2 separate regions of the Mus musculus genome follow, and region 2 is linked to region 1. Evidence: chromatin contacts called from public Hi-C data. All regions are on one chromosome and are shown on one strand. The core of a region is the stretch at or near the end of the contact, and the rest is flanking DNA. Distances in the headings are between cores, read along the strand shown.

What was found. Hi-C and Micro-C count contacts between places; a contact is called where the count stands out from the background.
Region 2: a Hi-C map of the N1E-115 cell line shows a contact between it and region 1, with 4 times the contacts expected there. The contact joins two enhancer-like sites. A contact is called at or near these places in 1 of 484 Hi-C or Micro-C datasets (the N1E-115 cell line) and 1 of 115 datasets of contacts at active chromatin or transcription factors (astrocytes).

The regions. Positions count from the first base shown.
Region 1 is chr16:96,683,236-96,687,051 of GRCm38.p6, reverse strand. It overlaps Dscam (DS cell adhesion molecule), which reads left to right. Exons shown (of 33, transcript NM_031174.4): 17 at 1,597-1,837; 18 at 3,186-3,332. Among named protein-coding and RNA genes, the nearest start is that of Gm32509, 34 kb to the left of the region's middle. Within about 2 kb of position 2,236, at least 3 of the 459 cell types and tissues checked have an H3K27ac peak or open chromatin away from gene starts, as enhancers often do. A contact at or near this core is called in the N1E-115 cell line, where this site is marked.
Region 2 is chr16:97,098,288-97,102,103 of GRCm38.p6, reverse strand. All of the region lies in intron 1 of Dscam (DS cell adhesion molecule), which reads left to right. Among named protein-coding and RNA genes, the nearest start is that of Dscam, 71 kb to the left of the region's middle. Within about 2 kb of position 1,898, at least 11 of the 459 cell types and tissues checked have an H3K27ac peak or open chromatin away from gene starts, as enhancers often do. A contact at or near this core is called in the N1E-115 cell line, where this site is marked.

The DNA.
Region 1 (3,816 bases), core at 987-3,486:
CACTGCTCAGTGAAATAGTAAACAACTAACATTGCTGATTTTCACCTGTGGGTCCTCACGTGTGTTCAAACAGCCCATCAGGTAAAGACAACTGCATCCCACAAAAACCACACAGGAAGAAATTTACTATAAGAAGGCTCCCATAAATAAGCACGTGCAGCTTTTGTGCATTAATTAAAAGTTTTAAAAACAACAAATAAATAAAGGAAGTACTATTCTCTGTGGCACAGATTGCATCCTGAAGCCAGCCTGGGGCATTTGTTCAGTCGGGAAGGAGAGCACGTCAGGCTACACACAGTATCTGCTGAGCGCATCCAGGCAATGCCCCCTGCTCAGCATGTTGTTCTCTTATTATCTGCACCCTTCTCTATGCACTGATGATTTTCAGAGACTTGTTCTGCCCTGGAACTCTATCCATCTCCTCCCATCATACCTCACCCTTGTGCCTCTGAGCACCCTCTTCCTTTCCTTCCCTGCCAGCTTTTCCCACACACCCCCGACTCCACTTGCTGAGCCCAGGCCATCCTTACAAGCCATGAGCTGTTTTTCCCAGATCACATCTGCCTGTTGGCTTTAATTTGACAGCCACACACCCAGCCAGTCACCATTCTTCAGAGCCTGTGTGCTTATTACCCTGTCCTTTAGCACTGTTAGTTCTCCAGGGCTTCAGAAAGGTTTACACAACCTGAGAGATCTAGATCTATAGTTTATAATTAGTTTATAGAAAGTAAAGTGACAGAAGATAGTAGATGATTGATAGATGATAGGTTAGATAGATGATAGATATAGGTGATAGATAGATAGATGATAGAACAGTTAGATATAAGGGATAAATGATAGATATAGTAGGTAGATAGATGATAGATAGATAGATAGATAGATAGATAGATAGATATGGGTGATGATGATAGACAGACAGACAGACAGACAGACAGTAGGTGGGTATTAGACAGCCAGCTGATGAGCAGCAAGGACTGCCTCATAGTGAGATCCCTGGCCAAGACTCCAAACGACTGTTTTCCCATCAGTGAGTCCAATTAACCATAGCAGACTGACCTAGGGACTTGGAGCACAGATTATATAGTGTCAGATTTATTCTTCTGCCACTTAAATGTGGCTGACATCCTGCAAATACAGAGGTTCACAGTGGAAGCATTGCAGAGGGTGAGGAGGTCAGGCTGGGGAAGAAACACGCTGAAGTTGCCCTGCCTGTGACTTCGCTGTGCATAGTTTCTATTATCCCTGTAAACCACATCCTGACACTATTAAGTAGAAAATTACAGAAATAAGCAATCTGTAAGTGTAAACGACCTTTATGACAACATATTGACCCAATTCTATTATATGTCTATTATTGGTTACAGTTGTTAATTTCCAACAGTGACTATCATGGGCTTACAGGGATCAACATAAAAGAGAAGCAGGTTAGGGCTAGGTGCCCGCCTAGGTTTCAGCCATGGGAGAGATGTGCAGAAGTTACAGCTTCTGTCCTCGCCCCTATTATTATTATCTGGCTTTATCTTTTTCCTAAGTTGCTTTGCGCGTTATGATCCTCCCACATCCGATTTCCTGAGTGTCTTCTTCTCTCCTGTTTAGGCTCCCAAGAAACACTTACAAAACGGGATCATTCGCGGCTACCAAATAGGCTACCGGGAGTACAGCACGGGGGGTAACTTCCAGTTCAACATCATCAGTATCGACACCACCGGGGACAGCGAAGTGTACACCCTGGACAACCTGAATAAGTTCACGCAGTATGGCCTGGTAGTACAGGCTTGCAACCGGGCCGGCACAGGACCTTCTTCTCAGGAGATCATTACCACCACTCTGGAGGATGGTAGGTCTGGGCACCCGCAGTCTGTGGTAGTCTTGCTCTCTGTGGCCTACAGCCCAGCTCCCTGTTGCTTGACCCAAATATCTAACCTGCCACATCACTTTACTCCTGCCCTGGATGGATATGCACCCAAAAGCCGAAACGCATTCCTGAATCTTCTTCCGCTTTGCTTCTTGAACGCAAGAGTGGGGCTTTGACCTTGTAAAGCCAACATTGTCCCCATCTAGAGAGCAGAAATCCAAGTCTTTCCCTAAAATTAGTACCAAGAACTTTTAGAATTTTTCTGTATATTATTGTGAATTTTATTATTACCTCTCCCCGCTGATTGCTTTATGTCCCCAAGCATTCTGTGGCCAGGAAAAAAACCAAAACAAAACAAAACTCGAGAGATCCCAGGCTCTCTGGAGCAGATCCCATAGTGATGATGCGCCCCCTAGTGACAAGGATGAATTTGTGAGTGCTTCCTTAAGACAGAGAAAGCCCAAAAGTGCTTGATGACAGAGAACCCTCCAGTCCAAAAGGTTCTGCGCTTGGTAGAGTTAAGTCAGCACACTGCCATTTAAATGACTCCTGGCAAAATGTGTCATTTGATCACAGACCAGAAAAAGGCTTAAATAACTAGAACCTGCAAGACCTGAATGTTCCATCTCCACACTCAGCAGGAGTGGTTATCTCTGTATCCATTGGTGCTTTGATGACTTAGTTTCAGCTAATAATTGGCCCCTCTCCTCTCTCCAACATTTAACGTTGCCCTACAGTCAGTACCTAAAATAGCATATAATCTGGGAGTACTGGTGGGCACCATCAATCTAAGCAACTAAGAGGCAAAGGCAGGGTCTCTGAATTTGAGACTAGCCTGGTCTACAGAGAAAGTTCCAGGCCAGCCAGGGCTTCATAGTGAGACCCTATCAGTCAGTGAATAAATAGGATATATATATATGTATATATACATATATATATATACATATATATATGTGTGTGTGTGTGTGTGTATATACATACATATATATATGATAATATATTAGCACATATTAATTTCATTGTCTCTCTTGCCTCTAATAAAACAGAATGTTCTTAAAAGGGGGGCTTCAGAGATAAGGTAGGGAAGCCCTGTGGTTATATTTCTTCTCTCCCACATTTTCCAACAGCCTTCTAATCCATAGCCTCAAGACACTTAAATGAGCTGCAATATTCCCATGGGGATTGCACCGATTATTATTTTTTCCTTCTTTCGTGAGACTGAGTACACATTTCACTTAGTGTGCTAGAAGAGTAAGTTAGCTGTGTATCCACTATTGCTTCAACAACACCACCCGCACAGCTATAACAGGTTGTAATTGTTTCATTTCAGTACCCAGCTACCCTCCTGAAAATGTCCAAGCCATAGCAACCTCACCAGAAAGCATATCAATCTCCTGGTCCACACTGTCCAAGGAGGCCTTGAATGGGATTCTCCAGGGGTTCAGGGTCATCTACTGGGCCAACCTCATAGACGGAGGTAAGAGGGTACAGTTGGGGGTGGTGAGCATGGTCCCATGGAAGCACAGCCTGTAGAACCCCTCCTTAGAGTGAAATTGGGTTAAAGAGGGACATCAGGGACATCTTTGAACACTACCTTCTTTCTTCACACACACCTGATGCTTGAGCCTGTGTATGCACATGCCTTTTAACGAACAGCTTGAGGCAGACTAGAGAGTGGTAGTTGGGAATCAGGCATGATTGTATTTTCTAAATTATGAGTGTCTATGTCAAAACTTCAGGAAGCTTCAATAATTAATCTCAATCTAGAACAGCGTTTCTCAACCTGTGGGTCGTGACCCCCTTGGGGGTGGTCATATATCAGATATCCTGAATATCAGATATTTGCATTATAATTTATAATAGTAGCTAGGAAAATTGCAGCTATAAAGTGGCAACTAAATAATCTTATGGTTGGGGGGTTGCCATAACATGAGGCTATATGCATAGTATTACAGGGTCGC
Region 2 (3,816 bases), core at 649-3,148, 420 kb before region 1:
TACCCAGCTCAGAACATCAAGCCATTATGAAGACCTCATGAAGAACAGATTATCAAAGACTGAGAACGACATTCTTTGATCTGGAGTGTTCCTGTAGGGTGAGAAAGATTAACGACAGTGGAAGGATGGTGGGAAGCCTCCAAGGTCAAGGCTTATATGTGCTAATTTGAACAGATTCCCAGCACCCATTATAGGAGGCTCTAAATTTTTGGTCTCCAAACAAACTCATTCGGACATCAAAAGAGGTCTTTAACTGCTCATTAACACTACAGTCTGGGACACTTGATGCACTTCCCTGTTGAGTGAACTGCAGGCTCCTATCCTTCCATTTGCCTTCCTTTCCAGAGTAAGGTGGCATTCCTTTCTTCATTCCCAGGCTCTTTTGTCTAAGGCTCTCCACAGTCTAGGGTTTAGCTTGAGTTCCCAATAACTAATTGCTTTTGGTTCAAACTTGCTGATTCCAGTTGACATGCTCCCTGGCAGCTGCTCTGGTCTAGAAACCACTCTACCCTGGGTGACCCAGTACACAGAGTTCCTGTAGATGGGGCCCCAAGGATATTAGGGAAACCTTCAGATAGTCACTCACTCTCAGGAACATCAGGATAGGCTTGGTGTCTTATTGAGAATAAGCTCAGGCAAGATTATTTGTTACACTCAGACACCAGCCAGGACCACTCTTGACCTCATCAGGTATGCCCTGCAGGGCTCACTGGAAGCAAGACTAAGGGTTGCCATTAGCAGAAGGGATGAAATAGCCATTGGAAGCATTGTGTGGGATGAGTGTAAAAGACTCCTTGGGAGTTTGTAGAATGTGAGGCAAGAGTGTCACGGTGTTGTTTTTAAACTGATCACACTGCAGCCTCATGGCTTAGAGATAGGGAATAATCTGTGATGTGGTGTGAGGTTAGATGACTGTATGTCCTTTAGTTATGCCCTGGCCTGTGCTGTGTTATAAATTCAGATGTTTTCCTAAAATATGTTCAATAGCACAATGTTCTTTCTTCTAACTAAGTGGTTTATTTACTATGGTATATAATATGTGTGTATGAGTGTGAATATACACAAGTCATGGCACATGCATGGATATCAGAAAACAACTTCATATAGTTTCTTTTCATCTACCTTTACGTGGATTCAGGGGGCAGACTCAGGATGTCAGGCTGGAGCAGCAAGCACCTTTGCTTGCTGAGTCATTTTGTAGGCCCTCAAAATGTTTGATAAGTACATAGTTTTCCAATTCATCAAAATAGTCTGCTTGATTTTTTTTTGGCCCTTTAATTCATCCCTTAGTGAACACACAGGTGCACATGCAGACATATACACATATATACACAGGTGCATGTGTACGCACAGGTACATGTACATATATAGGCACACACATATGGACATGTGTACACAAACACACACACACACACACACACACACACACACACACACACACACACACACACATACACACTGGCGAGATGAGCCAAGTACCAATTAGCAAATCACTGGCGTTCTGACCTGAATGTCACAGAAGACATCATGAGCAGTGCCGTCAATTCATATTGTCAATTAGCTGTGATGCCCAGAACCAGACATTAGCAAAGCTGCAATTAATATTGGGAACATCACTTCAACCTGCCATTCAATCAGGAACAGCTTCGAGATGCTCGTTCTAGCACACTTTGTTCTCAGTGGCAGTCATGCTGATGATATTTAAAGGAATGTTTAATTGAGCAGATCTGGCACCTTGACCCTCATCCCTAGCCACACTGGGCAGGGCCTCACAGGAATCTGGGACTGCAGAGGTCAGCCATGCACAGCCAGAAAGAAAGGTGCAGAGCCACAGAGCATCTTCCTTAGAGCAGTGGCAGCTGAGCAGGACATGGCTGCTTAGTATTTGGCAACAGAATGACAGCTGGGAGTCCTCAGTGTCATGGTTCAGTGCTCATGTGCTCATGTGACCAGCCCATCCTGGGGCCCTTGACTTCAGTTTGTGAGACTCAGACCCCAGTCTGTGATTATCTACACATAAGTAAAGAGAGGGATACTGCCTTCCTCAGTAGAAAATTAAGATTTTTATCTCTGTATCGTCTGCAGCCACCCCTCCCCCATGCCTCTAGTGTGTTGTCTTTGTGTGATCCAGTGCTCTGCTCACCTGTGCTGTCCATGGGCTCATGTCTCTTCCTTCCTTCCTTCCTTCCTTCCTCCCTTCCTTTCTTCTTTATTGGTTAACATTTCAAATGTTGTTCTCCTTTCCAGATTCTCCTCTGCAAGCTCCCTGTTCCCTTCCTCTTCCACTGCCTCTATGAGGGTGCTCCCCCAAATTCTCACCTCACCACCCTAGCATCCACCTACACTGGGGCAACAAGCCTCCACAGAATCAAAGACCTCCCCTCCCATTGATGCCAGATAAGGCAATCCTCTGCTACATCTGTGGCTGGAACCATGGGGTCCCTCCATGTATATTCTTTGGTTGGTGATTTAGTCTCTGGGAGCTCTGGCAGGGGTTGGGGGGGTCCAGTTAGTTGATATTGTTGTTCTTCCTATGGGGTTGCAATCCCTTTCAGCTACAGGCACACTTTTCTATTGCTAACAAACAGCCTTCCTATTACAGCATGGAGTGGTCAGGGCTATCTGCTGTTGCTGCCTGGTAATTTTACAAAGTAATAGATAGTGATCATATTACATATACATATATGTGTTTTATATGCATATGTTTTGTATATATGTTATGTGTGTGTATAACTGAACTGGTCAGGAAGTAAAAAAGGAGGTGGTAGAGACATAGTGGGAACTTGAGGGGGAGATTGTGGGATAGAAATGATGTGAATACAGCACTCATGTATGAAATTCTCAAAAAATAAAATAAAATAAAAATCATAAAAAGACCTTGGAAAATTTCTCTGCCTGGGAATTAGAGGACTGTGCTGTTCTGGCTTGGTGCCTACCCACAAACAATCAATTGTTTGCAGTAAAAATATCATAGGAGGAAATGAATTTGAAATGACCTATTTTATCACGAGCCAACCTTGTGTTTTTATTCAGCATCCTAGCTGCTCCCAGCATTCTAGTTTCATGTCACCTTCTGTTAGGTTTGCGAAGGCCATCCCTCAACGACTCTGTCAGCATTGTGTTCTCTGGCATCTCTAAGCTTCATGTCAAAAGCACACGGTCAGAGGCCGTGTTTTGTATTTCTATATGTAGGGGCCACAGGGAGAATTTCAACTCACTTTGCAGGTTGGTCCTAACAGTTCATTATTTTTAATAAGTAGCCATGCTACTGGTTGAACGTTCCCCCTGTAGATTTAATTAGTCTCTATCCCCACCCCTTTGCTAGTTGATGGAGCTGGGAGAAGGGAAATGGCGGCAATTTGAAACCTTGTTAGAAATTTATGAAGTGCTAAAATGTTTTATTCCCAGAGGCTGGCTTGCCAGCTGTCACAGAGTGAATCCGCTGCCTGCCTCTGAGGGCTTGTGATGGCGGGGAGGAGGAGGGCCCAGTCTGCCAGGCTGAGTAAATGATGCGCTCCCTAATTAGTACAGCATAGATACAGGCCCATCATTTCCCTGCAATTGATCAGCAGTAGGTAAGAGGAGCACTGAGGCCTGTCTAGAGAAGGAATCAGAGTATAGATTAGCATCATGAAGGAGGGCCATTGTGGCCTTTAATAGAAGACACTGAGAGTCTGGGGGTCGATGGCTTGGAAATTAAGACAAACATCTATTTTATTGTGATCTCCAGCAGACAATTGCCCCATTCCTTGCAAAATGTCCTGAACTAATTTGTTCTGGGAAAATGCCATCCTGCAAATCTTGGGAGGTGTCTGG